Regions from separate parts of the Sus scrofa genome. Here all the other regions are linked to region 2. The links are chromatin contacts, called in public Hi-C and promoter capture Hi-C maps. All regions are on one chromosome and are shown on one strand. Each heading gives the region's core, a stretch centred on a gene start, on an enhancer-like site or on the middle of the called end of the contact. The rest is flanking DNA. Distances are from core to core; before and after follow the strand shown. Region 1 holds the start of TLCD2 (TLC domain-containing protein 2). Region 2 holds the start of MNT (max-binding protein MNT). Region 3 holds the start of SERPINF2 (alpha-2-antiplasmin).

Region 1 (4,807 bases), core at 1,829-4,328, 570 kb before region 2:
CCCCCAGCCCTCTAGCCCCTCGTCCTCCTCCCAGCTACTCCACAAAACCTTCTGCAACGACTACTGTTCTGGACTCCTTCCTTAAACCTCCTGACACACTATTCCAACCGGTACAGGCCCCACTCCCCCAGAGCTCCCCAGCCCCCGCCACCCCCTCTCTCCTCTCCCGGAAGGGCAGGGTGTGGCCGTCAGGACCCTACTTTCCCCCATTACCCCGTTAGCACGGTTCCCTCCTGTGCGTCCGGGACCCCAGCTCACACCCACCTGGTGCTGGGTGGAGGGGGTGCTGAGAGCAGGGGAGCGAATCAGTGCGTCCGATCCCCACGGCCGGCGGCGCTGTCTCTTCCCAGCGCCCAGCACACACCGGCTCCAGTCTCCGATCAGCTGGCGGCGTCGTGACGCACAAGCTGCGATCGCACCGCCCAGGGCCAATCACCGCCCACTGCTGGGCAGCGTGACCACACCCACTCGGGGGCGCCTGCACTTCCCCTCGTTCCCGCCTCCCCTGCCGTTTTAGCACTGATTGGCATGGAGGCCACCCCCTTGCCTAGCGGAGTTGCGCTAAGCCACGCCCACAGACTGGCAAGCTGGCCAATAGGTGAAAAGGTGTGGCTCAGTCCTCCTCCTAGGCTGCTCGCTTAGAGGAGCACTACGTCAAACCCGACTCCCGAAGAGCAGAAGGAAGTAAAGGCGTGTGTGTTTGCAGTGCATACTGGTCAATGTAGTTCTCGGTCTGACGCTTCGCTCCCAGAATCCAGCGCGCTCTGTGAGTTGGCATTTTTAAACTCAACTCGGAATCCATCCCGGCGAAGTCCTTAAAGGGCACAGCCCCTCCTTTTTGGAGCCGTGAGTGATCCTTTTAGACAGCCTCTCAAAACGGATTCGCTGACCTCTTGCGGGAAGCGACAGCTCTCAAAGGAAAGGTGGAGCAGGAGAGTTAGCAGGAGTGAGCCGAACTGAAGGTGGAAATCAGCCCCATGGCAGCCAGGCTCTTCCTTTGGGATACAAATTCCTGTGGGCGTTTGGGGGGAGGGAGGACTGCCCACCTCGCCTGGCCCCAGCTTTCAGGGGAGAGGTCTAGTACACCCCTCCTGGAGGGCGCTTCTGAGGAGACTTCTTGTAGAAGATGTCTCGCCCCAGTCGCAGAGACAGGGCCTCTCAAGCAGCAGCTTCCTAACGAAGGATTCAGAGCACAGGGTTCACCTGAGGGTCGAAGTTAGATTTGTGGTCAGGGGACAGGCCGGGGCAAAGTGCAACTGGCCAGCAATCCCATCCCCTGCCTAACACCCCCATTCTGTCCCGCCCTCTAGAAGCTTTTCCCTGACTCAGGCCTACTTAAGGAAGAGATTTCAAAGGTGGAGACCAATGAGGAGGCAGCTCCTTTCCCAGAGGCCAATCAGAGCATAGAGGGGCGGGAGATAGGGGAAAAAAAAAAAAACCCACCAAAAAAAAAAAAAAAAAGGAAAGGAAAGGAACCCAATGACTTGGCAAAAGCTGCGGAACCACTGATTTAAAGGGGCAAGTCTGAGACCCACCCCACCTCATCACTCGCGCCTCTCCACCACCACCACCAAAAAGGAACGTGTGGACAGGGATACAAGACTTTTCTGTAAGCTCCCAATGGAGGATGACAACAAGGGCTCTGCCACGGGACCGCTATGGTTCCTAGGAGCTCCAGAATTCTGAACCTGTGTTCAGAACATTGTGCCTTTAAGGAAACTTCCTGCCTTCCACCCCAGTAACAGCTGATTGTTGGAAAGTCTGACCTCCGGGGACGAATCAGCTGTTACCACATCCTCCTCCAGTTCTGCCCTCCTCTATCCCCTTATCCCCACCCCCTCATGGGGTGAGGGAAGAAAAGAGATGGAACCCCAAATATGGAGGACCTGCTTGTACGTTCTTCCCTCTTCCCTCTCCAAGACTGTCTTCCTCCTCCGCCCTCTCCTTCCTCCCTCCCCCAAGCTGCTGGTTAGTTCTTCAGAGGCTCTGAGCTTGGAAGGAGAGGTATTTCCTGTCAGCAAAGTCAGCTCAGACCCGTCCTCCCCAGTCTCATAGGGAGGCCACTACTGGGGAGGCCCAGAATGGTGGCTGGCGGGGTATGTAGGTGCTCCAGGAAGAGGTACTGGGGAAGGTTCAGTGAAGCTGAGGACCAAGCCTAGAGATGAATGGTTATGGAAACAAGCCTCCTCAGGGTCAAGCTGTCTCCTCCTCCCTGCTCCATTTCCTCTCCAGACAGGGTTTTGCTACGGGATCCTCCTGGCTTTACCTGTTACTCCACTTCTAACTCCTTAGACACGGCCTGGCCCTGCTCCATTTTTAACACTTTCACCCCTTCATTGCAAAGGTGTTAATGTGTAGCTGCCCAAGGGCTGCAGGTGGCACGCAATGGCCCCAGGGATCAGGGGCTTTGGCTGGGAAGTCCTGCCCGAAGACCCAGGTCAATATTTTGCCCCAGCCTGGAGCTGGGAGTCAGGGTCACTCCAGGACAAGCTTAGTGTGAAGTCCCAGGACTGAATTGGCAAGGTTGGGAGAAGCTGAGCAGGGTCTTGGCCAAGCCTGGAAGAAAGAAATCTCACCAGCTGGCCCTGTTCTCCACTATCCTTAGCATAGAAGCCCCATTCCCTTTTCACCCCTTGGAGGAGGCCCTTTCCCATCTCGTTCTAACTTTTCATGCCCCCACCCTCCCTCCCTATAGGGCAAAAGCACAGGCTTCAAGTCCAGGATTTCTCAGTCACAGCACTATTGACATTGGGACTGGATAGTTTCTTGCGGAAGCTGTCCTGTACATAGCAGCTTTTTTGCCAGCATCCCCAGCCAAATTAGATGCTATCAGCACACACACACACACACACCTTACTTATGACAATCAAAACTGTCTGCAGACATTACCAAATGTCCCCTGGAGGCCAAAAGCGCCCCCAGTTGAGAATCATTGAGTTAGACAAACTTGTATTCAAATGCAAGCTCTTACCAGATGTGAGGTTTTTGATTTTTTTTTTTAGGGCCACATCTGTGACATATGAAAGTTCCTAGGCTAGGCGTCAAATCTGAGCTGCAGCTGGGGCCACAGCCACAGCAACCCCAGATTTGGGCCCCATCTGCAACCTACACTGCAGCTTGCAGCAGTGCTGGATCCTTAACCCACCGAGCGAGGCCTGGGATCGAATCCACATCCTCATGGATACTAGTTGGGTTCTTAACCTGCTAAGTCACAATGGGAACTCCCTTACTAGCTCTGAGTTTGATGAAGATGCTTAACATCTTTAAGCCTCATTTTTTTCATTTACAAAATAGAATGTAGGAGTTCCCGTTGTGGCACAGCAAAAACAAATCTGACTAGGAACCAAGAGGTTGTGAGTTCAATCCCTGGCCTTGATCAATGGGTGAAGGATTAGGCATTGCCATGACCTGTGGTGTAGGTCGCAGACGCGGCTCGGATCTGGCATTGCTGTGGCTCTGGTGTAGGCTGGCAGCTGTAGCTCTGACTAGACCACTAGCCCGGGAACCTCCATGTGCCATGGGTGCGGCCCTAAAAAGACAAAAAAAAATTTTTTTTAAAAGACCCCCCAAAAATATAGAATGTATAATAAGTGCATGGCTTATTGTAGGGATTTAAAAAGGAATATGTTTGGAGTTCCCTGGTGGCCTAGTAGTTAAGGATTCAGCATTATCCCTGCTGTGGCTCAGGTCACTGCTTTGGTCAGGTTTGATTCCAGGCTGGGGAACTTCTGCATGCCATGGGCATTGCCATAAATAAATAAATAGAAGTATGTTTGCTTTTTTTTTTTTTTTTTAGGGCCGAACTTGCTGCTTATGGAAGTACTTAACCCGCTGATCAAGGCCAGGGATTGAACCCACAACCTCATGGTTACTAGTCATATTCTTTTCCACTGGGCCACAAGGGGAACTCCAAAAGAAGTATGTTTGAAAACACTTACTACAATACCTGGCCCACAGTTGGTGCACTAATGTTTAGCCACATCTGCGACCTACACCACAGCTTATGGCAACACCAGATCCTTAACCCACTGAGCGAGACCCGGGATCAACCCCCTGTCTGGATACTAGGAGGATTCGTTTCCTCTGCAGCAGGAGGGAATTCCAGCCTCCTTCACTTTTCTTCCAGATCAGCAGCAAGAGCTAACATTCAACACAGGCTGACTGCTGGGGCTCTGCAGCCTCGCTCCCTGACCATCCAAGCCATGAACTCCAAGAAACTCAATACTGAGATTGGCAAAGGGGAGTGGCTAATTTGGTACCAGATTCCCCAAAACCTAAGGGTAGTGGGTTGGGATTCAGGAAGCATTTGAGAATAGAGCTGCACAGAGCATTCTATTGCAAGATGCAGCTTGGAAATTACCTGCTTAATTCTGTTGCTTGTTAAAAATTCAGATTCCAGGGTCTCAATCAGAAGTACATCATACATTTGGAAAACCATGGTTTTAGGGCTCAGATTGAGGAAGGTGTCAGTGCCTCAGAAATCTTAGTACACCAGTGCCCAGTATTGCCAGGACATCCCTATTTAAGAGAAGGAAAGAACTGTCTTGAGAGGTAAGGTTAATTACACTCAAGGTCATTGTTGCATTGCAAGCCAGAACCACTAGAGGGCAGGGCACACACAAACTTGAAGAAAAAGTAATGCCTGCTTGGTCTAGCTAGGTAAACTGAGACCAGAGCAAAGACTACAAGGACCCAATTTTATTGGTACTAAGAGGCAGGCCGTACCACCTGTCCAAATTATCCATCCTCTGGTCTCTGGTTCTCAGACCAATGTCGGGAATACAAGATTGTCAAGGGACACCTCATT
Region 2 (4,665 bases), core at 1,272-3,771:
CGCAGGGCCAACTAGCCTGAGGCTAAAGTGAAGGTGAAAGTGAGTTTCCCTTGGGGCAACAGTAGGCTCAGTACTGCTGCCTCTAGCACAGGGGGCAGTTCCCAGTGGGGACACAATAGGCACTTCTGAATTGCATTGTGTTGATGGTGGCAGCAGATGACTCAGTCTCTCCAAATCTGTGCAGGCTCCTCCCCGTGCCACTGCTCCTGCAAGCAGAATGTTCTCACCACCTGCACTGTCCACCAACTGACCCTGCTCTGGACCCCAAAGACAAGGGGGAAGGAGGGGCGCATGAGCTGATGCCCCGGCCCATCAGTTCGAAAACCTAAGCATTCTCGCTCTCACGTATCTCGAGTGACTCCTGACCTTGAAAGGCTGGTCTACCCGACCAGGCCCTCAGACCCGTCCCTCCCCCGCCCCTGGTTCGCGGCCACTCCCCCGCCCGCCGCGACGGCGGTACACACTGCAGGCGCGCGCCTGCGCGCACACAACACACACTACTACCTCCTGCATGACTCATCATTGAAGCAACAATAGGCAGAGAGAAAGGAAAGGAGGGCGACGCACTCTCTCCACCACAACCAACCCGGCCGAAGGGCGGGGGTAAGGGTTGGAGGAAACAACAGCCCCCGGATACTGCACACACACCCGGATCCAGGGTTGCGGCCCTCGCAGCAGTCCGGAAAACCGAGGTCTTTCCTCAGTCCCTACTTCTGTAGCACCTGGGGACCACCAACAGAGCGCGTGGGGAGAGGGGGCATCTGAAATCTCCAGCTCGGCCCTGTCGAGAGAGCGCCAAAGTTTGCCGGTTCTCAGCCTGGCTTATTCCACACTGGTCAGCGGTGCTGACCGGGTCCTGATAAGAATGTCTGGAGGGGTCAGTGGGAGTATGTAAGCTCTATATATCCCAACGCTTGGCTATTCTGAGGATTTCCCTCGCCCCAGGACCAAAAATTGGAGGTTGGGGTGAGAACCTACAGGTGAGCTCAGCTCCTCCCTCGTAGGGCAGACTCTCCCGGGGAGATGCCCGGGGGCCAGAGCCCGGGCCCAACCCGGCGGAAGGCCCCTAGCCAGCCCCGCCCAGGCTCCGCCCCCGGCCGAGCGCGAGGCAGCAGGGAGGGGCAGGGCCGCGCAGTCCCCAGCGGGAGTGTCCCCGGTGCACGTGGTCGGGGGCGGGCCCTGTCCACGTCACCACCCGGTGTAACCAACGGGCTTAGAACGCAGGCACACGCAACATTCCAGCCGAGAGCGGGTTTAGAAGGCGCAGACACGCCACATTCCACACCGGCTAAAGTGGGGCGCAGCAAGGGGGGCCCCGGGTCTGCCCCCGGCGACCTTCGGGCCGTTTCACCGATGCACTAATCAGCCCGGCTCTCACCCAAACCCCTGACGCGCGACCCAGCCCAGTTGTGGGAGGCGGGGTCAGGCGGGGCTGGCCAGGATCATAAGACACGCGATGTCATTTTCATTCTGCAAAGGCCGCCTCCGCCCCAAGCGGCGAGTAAGATCTGCCAGGAGCGCCCCCCGCACCCACCCCACAAGACTAGGGAAGCCGGGGAGCTGCTTCGCGTAGAGTAATTCCACCCCCCACTCCGTTACACACACGCCCACTCGTGTGCACTAGACACTCACCCGTGTAAACGTCCGTTCATCCGCTCTCATCGAGGCTCGCATCACACATCCCCTGTGCACACACGCACACGCCCGCGGGTCTGCCACCCCCACGCAACACCATTCTTCACCCCACCCCCCGGCTCGCACATCCTCAGCCCTACCGAGGGCGCTGCTGGCCCACGCGAAAGGAGCCCCTCACGAAAGGTGCACAAGTGGTGGTAGGCAGCTGGGGTGGCGCCCACAGGAGCCGGGTCCCCCGCTGCATGTTAACGAATTCATTAATTAATTTCACTGCCCACAACACTCTTCCTCCGGTGCCGGTTCTTCCGCGGAGCCTTGCAATGCCCGGCTTCGCGAGCCGCCTGGGAGAGGGTTCCGCCCGCGGTTTCGGGTGGGCTCGGGTACCAGGGTCGCTCGCCTCCCCTTCCCCGCTGCCCTAGGGGCCCAGCCCGGCCGCTCACCACGTGCTCTCTGTTGTTGCTGCGCTTGCCATTCCAGGAAGCGGGCCGCCTCCAGTAGCGTCTCTATGCTCATCGCGCCGAGAGCTGCCGGGGGCGCGCCGGGGCCGAGACTGCGGCCCGCGAGTCGAGCACAGGTCAGGCTGGCGGGCAGGCAGGAGGGAGGGATCACCTCCGGGGGGCGACAGGGCTGGGCGGCGCAGCGCACTCCGCAGGGAAGAACGGGGAAGCACAGGGAGAAAAACCAATGTCTCCCCAAATATTTGCAAAATGTAATTTGCAAATTTAAATATATTGATGCAAAAAAAATAAGGCGGCACTGCCTCACTCCTTCCCCTCCCACTCTTCCTCCCTTCCAATGCCTCCCGCCCCGCGGCCCCCAGGAGTCCCGCCGACAAGAAAAGGCTTTGCAACAAGATGGCGAGGAGGCACCGACACACACAACAAGGGAAGGAGCCGCGCTGCCCCCGGCCGCCGCCCCCGCTACTACACCGGGGCCGCAGCCAAAGCCCGGACCGGAGCCCCCGCCCGCAGGGCCGCGGCTTCTCACGAAGGGAGGGGCGTGGTCCCGGGCAGGCTGGCCCCGCCCACTCAAGACGGCGAGCGCACACGTGGCCTGGGTGGGGTGGGAGAAGCTCCAGCCGGGTTCGCGCCCTGCATTTCCGCTTTCCCGCCTCCCCCCGCCCCGATTGCAAGCCACAAGTTTAGCAAGGGCTGCATGTTTGTGTCATTCACAACTAAAATTATCCTGCTGGAGGGAAGGAAGGGTGGAAAACTCAAGACTCGAGTTAGTTCAAATAAGGATATTCCAGGTCAAGGAAACCTTAGGCTGGTAGAGACTGGCCCGAACCCTGGGTCCACACGTGACCTAATTCCCGCAACCACCAGGCTGTCGCAATTCCCCCGGGATCCGCCCCTGGGCGGAGCTGACGGCAGGAGGCTGCCAGAGAACTGGCAGAGGGAGCGGAGTGGCGATCCTGTTCCGCGTTTTGTCTCCGTTCCTCCCCCCGCAGTGCGTTCGCATCCTATTAGGCGACGTCACCGGGCCGCGGGCCAATGGGCGGGCAGGACAACACGGCATGGAGCAGCTCCACATGGACACCCCGCGCCGCCAGCCTTCTGTTTAAAGGGCCAGTGTCTAGCAGGGTCACATTCGCGGGTGCGGATGGGGACGCTGTGTGAAGGGTGGGACTCCGAAAGGGAAATTGTGCAGTTGTGACCTGATCTACTCTTTACTTTTCACTATCCTCCCTCCAAAACAAAGTGTCTCCCTTTCCTTCCTATAAACTCTTGCCTTTGTCCACGCGCCTCTGAGGCGGGCGGAAACTCCAAATGTGCCACCCCAGAAGTCGCCCTTTGCTCTGGGGCCGGACCGAGGGCAAATTAGGCTAGGTGTCCAAAGCCCAGACCGAGGGGGCGTGGCGCAAATCGGGAACAACAACGTGGAGGGCGGAAGCTCGGCCCTCCCAGTGGCTGGGCAACCAAGGCGGGAGCGGGGGCGGGGCCACCCGCCCGGCCACTATCGCTCTCGCGGGCGGGGTAAGACCCCTGGCCTGGCGCTTCCTCTGGCGGCTTCTTGCGGTAGAGTTTGGAGGCGTTTGGGGTACAAACAGAATTTGGTCCGTTTACCCAAATTCTTAAACTTTGCAGATAAGGAAACTGAAGACCAGAAAGGATTTTTCTGCGGTCACTCAATATTCCAGTTGCTCCTTTCCCCATTGGAGCATTTATACCTGACCCCATGGATGATGACTCTTTTGAAGGCAGTTCTGGGGCAAGGCCCACAACTAGAAAAAAAAGTCATGGAGGAGTATCAAACTGCTCACACGGAAAGGGGGGGATCTGACCACTTAACGTATTGTGATGGCGGGGGCACCAAAAATCTTCACCTGAAACCCTGCCGCGCTGTTTCTTTGGTGGAGGCAACACAAACCCCATTGGTACAGTTGGCAGTGACAGGCACAGGCTGAAGGCATAGTTGGAGCACCTTGGAGCAGGTCCAGCTCTGCTGTCCCAATGCCCACAGGCCTCAGGCACCTGGGTCTTGGCCCCCAGATTCCTTTCTTTGCTAATCAGTTCTAATAAAGTAGGACAGTGGCAGTTGGGCTCAGGATCTTGTGGCCTAGATGTTACAATCATATGAAGCCAGAAAGCAAACCTTTGTGAGGTTGGCTGAGTGGCAGATCATCCTGTCAATCCATCCCATGCCATCCCCACTGTGCCCTTAGAGGCTTACTTTCCTTTTGAGGCGGACTAGCTAGAGGAGAGCTAGACACATGGAAAGCTGATGTAAATGATGCTTGCTGGCTTTGTGCCTTTCCTTAGAGGGCATAATGCATCCCAGGGAAAGAAAATCTGCAGATTCTGGAAATCAAGAACCAAGTGAATGGGAGGAAGAGGGTTGTTTGCCAGTACCAGGCTACAGAGGGCTCTTATCTTTGCACACTTAATGCCCCAACATCTGCAGTAGAACACGGAGAGGCCATTACCCACAAATGACTGGGTGACATAGGCTTTGTTTATGATGAAGCTGGAAAGCAACAGGGGACCAGAGCATAAGAGCGAAGTTTTTCTCTTTTCTGCAGGATGAATG
Region 3 (4,809 bases), core at 835-3,334, 550 kb before region 2:
TCTTAAATACATTCATATTAACGAACATTAATGTAACGTGGGAGGGGGGCAGCCTGTCCCCAGCTCAGGACGCCCTGTCTTCCTGGGGGACCGTGTGGGAGGGAACAGGAAGCCCCTGGGCACCACTGAGGCTCTCCTCTCCCCGGGCAGGCGGTGGAGGGCAGCCTCCTGGTCAGCTCCTCCTCCGACCATTCCTTGACCGTCTGGAAGGAGCTGGAGCCGAAGCCCACGCATCACTACAAGTCCGCCTCTGATCCCATCCACACCTTCGACTTGTATGGCAGCGAGGTGGTGACGGGCACCGTGGCCAACAAGATCGGCGTCTGCTCCTTGCTTGAGCCGCCTTCCCAGGCCACCACCAAGCTCAGCTCCGAGAACTTCCGCGGCACGCTCACCAGCCTGGCCTTGCTGCCCACCAAACGCCACCTCCTGCTGGGCTCAGACAACGGGGTCATCCGCCTCCTGGCGTAGCCAAGGCGGGAGCTGGCCCGGTGGAGGAGGGCGCACGACCTCGGGGAGTCCATCCCCTCGCCCTTGTCTCCCCAGCAGCTCCTCCGGGCAAGCCTTAGGCCCACGTGGCCTGCCAGTTAGGGTGGCGTGGGGAGGTCTGGGCTCCTGAACCCCCAGAGCCACCAAGGCTGCCAGAACGGATCATGCCCCTAGCTTGGGGCGATGTTGCTCCGGGCCAGCAGGAAGCAGGAGGGAGATCTGGGGGAAAGCATCGCTGCCCCCACTTCTCCCCAGCTCTGCCCTCATTTTCCATATGGGGACAGGACGCTCCGGGAAGGGGACAGGAGACCCCCTGCCTGGCCAGTCCCCAGCCACGGTCCCCCCTTGCCGGGCTCGCTGTGCCCCTATGCCGTGAGGACAGGGAAGCCACCCCAGTCCAGGACACTGATGGTGCTTGGACTCCAGCCTCTAAGGAGGACTGGCCGTGGTCCAGGAGTTAAGGGGCTTGGGCTGGGGTGTAAGTGTCCCCCCAGCCAGTCCCTGCCCAGTGTGGGACCATGAGGGGACGTGGGCAAGACCAAAGGCGGGAAGATGCACAGGGCCAGGGGGTGCCTGCCCACCCGTCACCACAGTGTTTGTGCCTTGAGCTGATGAGGCAGCCTCTGGGGTCCAGAATCCCTGGGGGAGCGGGTCCAACACCCTGAAAGAAGGAGCAAGAAGAGTCATCTCTGCACCTCAGGTCTCCCTCCGCCAGGGGACAGGAAGACCCGGGCACTCAGAGATGATGTCTGAGGCCGGGCCCCTGCTGCCTTCTCGCTATTTGCAATAGATGTAAATATGATCAATAAACCTTTGGAAGAGCCAGGGAGCGGGGCGAGGCTTTTCTTGATGGCGGGGTTGGGGTGGGGAGAAGTTGAGACCCTGCAGCTTCCAGGACAGCGAGGGAGGGGAAAGTAGGGCCCGAGCTGGGGAGACAGCCTGATTGCTGCTCCTCAGGTGGTGCAGGGTTCAGGGCTTCTGGTTCGCGCAGCCCAGGCCAGTTTCCAGAACCCTCACCCTTGGGAAGGGTAAGGAGGCATTGCTCTGATGAGGTGGGGTCCTGGGAGGTTGGGTGCTTCTCTTCCCACCCAGGCAGAAGGCAGCCAACCAGGATCCTGGGCCTGGGGAGGGGGGGAATGGGCGCCCTATCCTGGGTTCCCTGCCGAGTGAGTCTCTTGAAGCTTCTCCTTCCCTCCTCTGGTGGCGTGGGGGGTGGGGTGGGGGGCAGGGGTGTGGGAGAGGAAAGGGGGAAAGGAAAGGACCTTGGAAGTAGGAAGCTGAATGTCACTCTGAGCCTAGCTGTGTGTCCGTGGGCAGGTCACACATCTCCGAGCCTGACCAAAGCGCGGATAACCTCCCACTTCATGGGGTCACCGGCAGGCCCCCGTGCTTCCTGCTCTGCCCTCCACCTGAGGACAGCCTCCTCGACTGTCTCCTGAACCCCCTTTCTCACGGCTCAGGTGGGACCCAGATCCACAGGGGTTCCAGGTGACCCAGTATTAGATGCCTTGGTGGGAAAGGGGCTTCTGGCCCCAGCACCAATGTTTAACCGGATGTGCAGGTCAATGTTTACCAGAAGAGAAAGCACTCGGAACTGGGTTGGCTGAGAGCAAAGGTCCTGGTGGGAGGGGAGGGCTCGGCTGGGCGGCTGGAGCCCGGGCAGAGCGTGGGGAGCACCCAAGTGGGGCCAGAGGGACATCGTGTGCAGCAGCGAGGAGCCCGCAGAGGTACAGGGGTGGGAAGGCTCGGCCTGGAGCTGCCCACCTGCCGAGGGGGTCTGGGCTGAGTTTATTCAGGGGGGCCTGTCACTTCCCAGCCTCCTGGGGAGAGGAGGAGCCAAGGTGGGGGTTCTGGTGGGGGGAGTCTCTCTGGGACGTGAAAATCTGAGGCCTTTTCTTGCCAGGAAGATTCAAAAGCCTGGGTTGGAGATCAGGGCCCCCGGCCCAGGGATCACTGTGTGGGCTGGGCTGGGGGGAGAGGATGCTCCAGAACAGGCCCGGAGCTGGGTGTGGGGTGGGCGTGTGTGAGACCTGCTCTGAGGCCAGACAGAGACCTGCCCATCCCCACCCGCCAGCCTGGCTTCCCGGAGCCAGCCTGGGGCAGAGTTGGGGGGCGAGGCCCATGTTTTCCCTTAAGTCCAAAGGTGGCTCTGGCCAGTCATTCATTGGGCTCTGCTGTTGGGTCAACAAGGCCAGTCTCTGGCCCAGCCCACCACCCCTGCTGAGAGCACCGTCTCGTCCACCCCTGTGGGCAAGACCAGACTCACCAGAAAAGGTGGGCTGATGGGCAGCTGGTTGGATAGGAGCTCCACGGAGGGAGCCCCAGTACAGAGGAGGCTTCGGGCCAGGCCTCCCGGAAGAGAAGCCTTGAACTAGGCTGACTGTACCCACTACTGAGTGCCAGGCCATGCGGTCAGGGCTCACAAAGACTGATGATGTTGGTTCCTGTAAGACATGTGGCTGGAGGCAGGGACTTTCGCCACCATTTACCAGATAAGGCAGAGCCCAGAGGGGTTGAGGAAGACGTCCTTGGTCCTCTGCCAAGAGGCACAGCCTGGATTCAAACCCAGGTCTGTGGGAGTTCCCGTCGTGGCTCAGCAGAAGCGGAATCCAACTAGTATGCACAAGGATGCGGCTTCGATCCCTGGCCTCGATCAGTGGGTTGGGGATCCCGCGTAGCTGTGGCTGTGGCTGTGGCCGACAGCTGTAGCTCGGATTAGGCCCCTAGCCTGGGAAATTCCATTTGCCGAGGGTACAGCTCTAAAAAAAAAAAGCAAAACAACAACAAAACACCCCGGTCTGACTCATGACACCAAGCCTTGAAGGATGACTTTCTGGTTTGGGTGGTGTTTTCCCCTATCAACCAAAACATTTTCAGTGGATGAAATATGAAAAACCAGGAAGTGCAAAGGGGAAAAAGCAGTTCTGGGGGAGGGGTTCCAGGCAATTCACCTCGGAGCGGAGAATCTCTGCTTGTGCCCCGGTCGTGTGCGCAGCAGCTGCCGCTGTTCCCTCCGTGCACGTGTGCGTGGGATGCCCAGTGGGTGGGGGCGTGGCATGAACAGAGGCTTCCTGTCCTGCTCAGGAACATGGCACTGCTCTCGGGGCTCCTGGTGCTCAGCTTGTTCTGCCTGCACGTGGTGAGCCTGGGCCGAGGTCTGGGGGAGGCAGGGAGGCGGCTGGGGAAGAGGCCAGGGGTCTGGGGGAAAGGGGAGGGGGTGTGGGGAGGAGAGAGGGCTTGGCTCGAGGGGGGTCCCCCTCCTTTCCTCATCCCCTTCTCCACAGCTCCCTCCTGTGAGCGCCATGGACCCCTTGGGCCTGCAGGTACTGGGGGTGAGAGGTGTGATGGGGGAAGGCCCAAGGGGCCTCGCCTGTGGCTTGTGCGGGGTGGGGCGAGTCCTGTGCGTTGCTCTTCATCCGCTCCCTCCTTTCTTCAGCTGATGATCGGGCAGGGCCAGGAGAAGCTGTCCCCTCTTTCCCTCCTCGAGTTGGACAACCAGGTACAAGCAGGTGGGGCTGGGGAAGAGTGGGGGGGCCTGGGGGAGGAGGGCCGATCGTCAAGGGCCAGGAACCGGGTGAGGGGTGTGGCGCTGAGGCCTGAGCGAGGGGTGGGAGCGACCAGGGAAGGGGACCTAGTGCCTAGAATGCCACTGCCCCTGCGACTCTCCCTCTTGAGTCTGGACTGGGACGAGGCCCTGCTCTTCCTGGCACAGGGGGTTTGGGGGAGATCAATGCAAAACCCGGGTCAGCCCCTTGACTCCACTGACCCCCAACCTGTCCCTGCAGGAGCATGGTGGCCACACTGCCCTGAACGAGGCCCCAGGAGAATGCAAGGGGACCCCAACCCCGGAGCAGACCCGCAGGTTGGCCCAGGCCATGATGGCCTTCACCAGGGACCTCTTCTCCCTGGTGGCCCGAAGCTCCACCAGGCCCAACCTCGTCCTGTCGCCTCTGAGTGTGGCCCTGGCACTGTCTCACCTGGCACTAGGTACTGTGGCAGCACCTGTCCAAACCAGCAGGGCCGGGAGCCAGGGGAACTCGCTACCCCAGAGTGTACTAGGGGGCACTTCCTCCATCAGGGTCACGTGGATATTTGGTAAAAATGCAGACCCCGGTTTCTGAATCAGGGCCCTGGGGCTGGGGGCTGGGATGAGCTTCTGGTGATTTTATGCAAGAGCTTGCTAGCCCCAGTGTGTCCTTTGGGCTGGAGGGTTTCCCTGTGGGACACTGACATCCAGAGAGGGAAGGTAACGAGATGCGCTTGCCCAGATGGGCGGCAGCAGAGATGGAGGTAAAACTCGGGGGTCCTGGCCCTCCAACC

The links. Promoter capture Hi-C pulls out the DNA fragments that hold promoters and counts their contacts. Hi-C and Micro-C count contacts between places; a contact is called where the count stands out from the background.
Region 1: a contact with region 2 is called in a Hi-C map of liver, with 6 times the contacts expected there. The contact joins the promoter of TLCD2 here to the promoter of MNT in region 2. A contact is called at or near these places in 2 of 5 promoter capture datasets (fetal liver and liver), 2 of 47 Hi-C or Micro-C datasets (liver and skeletal muscle) and 1 of 2 datasets of contacts at active chromatin or transcription factors (alveolar macrophages).
Region 3: a promoter capture Hi-C map of liver shows a contact between it and region 2, with 5 times the contacts expected there. The contact joins the promoter of SERPINF2 here to the promoter of MNT in region 2. A contact is called at or near these places in 1 of 5 promoter capture datasets (liver) and 1 of 2 datasets of contacts at active chromatin or transcription factors (alveolar macrophages).

The regions. Positions count from the first base shown.
Region 1 is chr12:47,915,179-47,919,985 of Sscrofa11.1, forward strand. TLCD2 (TLC domain-containing protein 2) reads right to left here and starts at 3,079. Exons shown (of 5, transcript XM_021067585.1): 1 at 265-3,079.
Region 2 is chr12:48,484,216-48,488,880 of Sscrofa11.1, forward strand. MNT (max-binding protein MNT) reads right to left here and starts at 2,522. Exons shown (of 6, transcript XM_021067616.1): 1 at 2,076-2,522. The coding sequence starts at 2,148.
Region 3 is chr12:47,932,467-47,937,275 of Sscrofa11.1, forward strand. It overlaps SERPINF2 (alpha-2-antiplasmin), which reads left to right and starts at 2,085. Exons shown (of 10, transcript XM_021067579.1): 1 at 2,085-2,216; 2 at 3,574-3,628; 3 at 3,774-3,812; 4 at 3,926-3,988; 5 at 4,275-4,476. The coding sequence starts at 3,578. WDR81 (WD repeat-containing protein 81) reads left to right here. Exons shown (of 9, transcript XM_021067573.1): 9 at 151-1,316. The coding sequence ends at 471.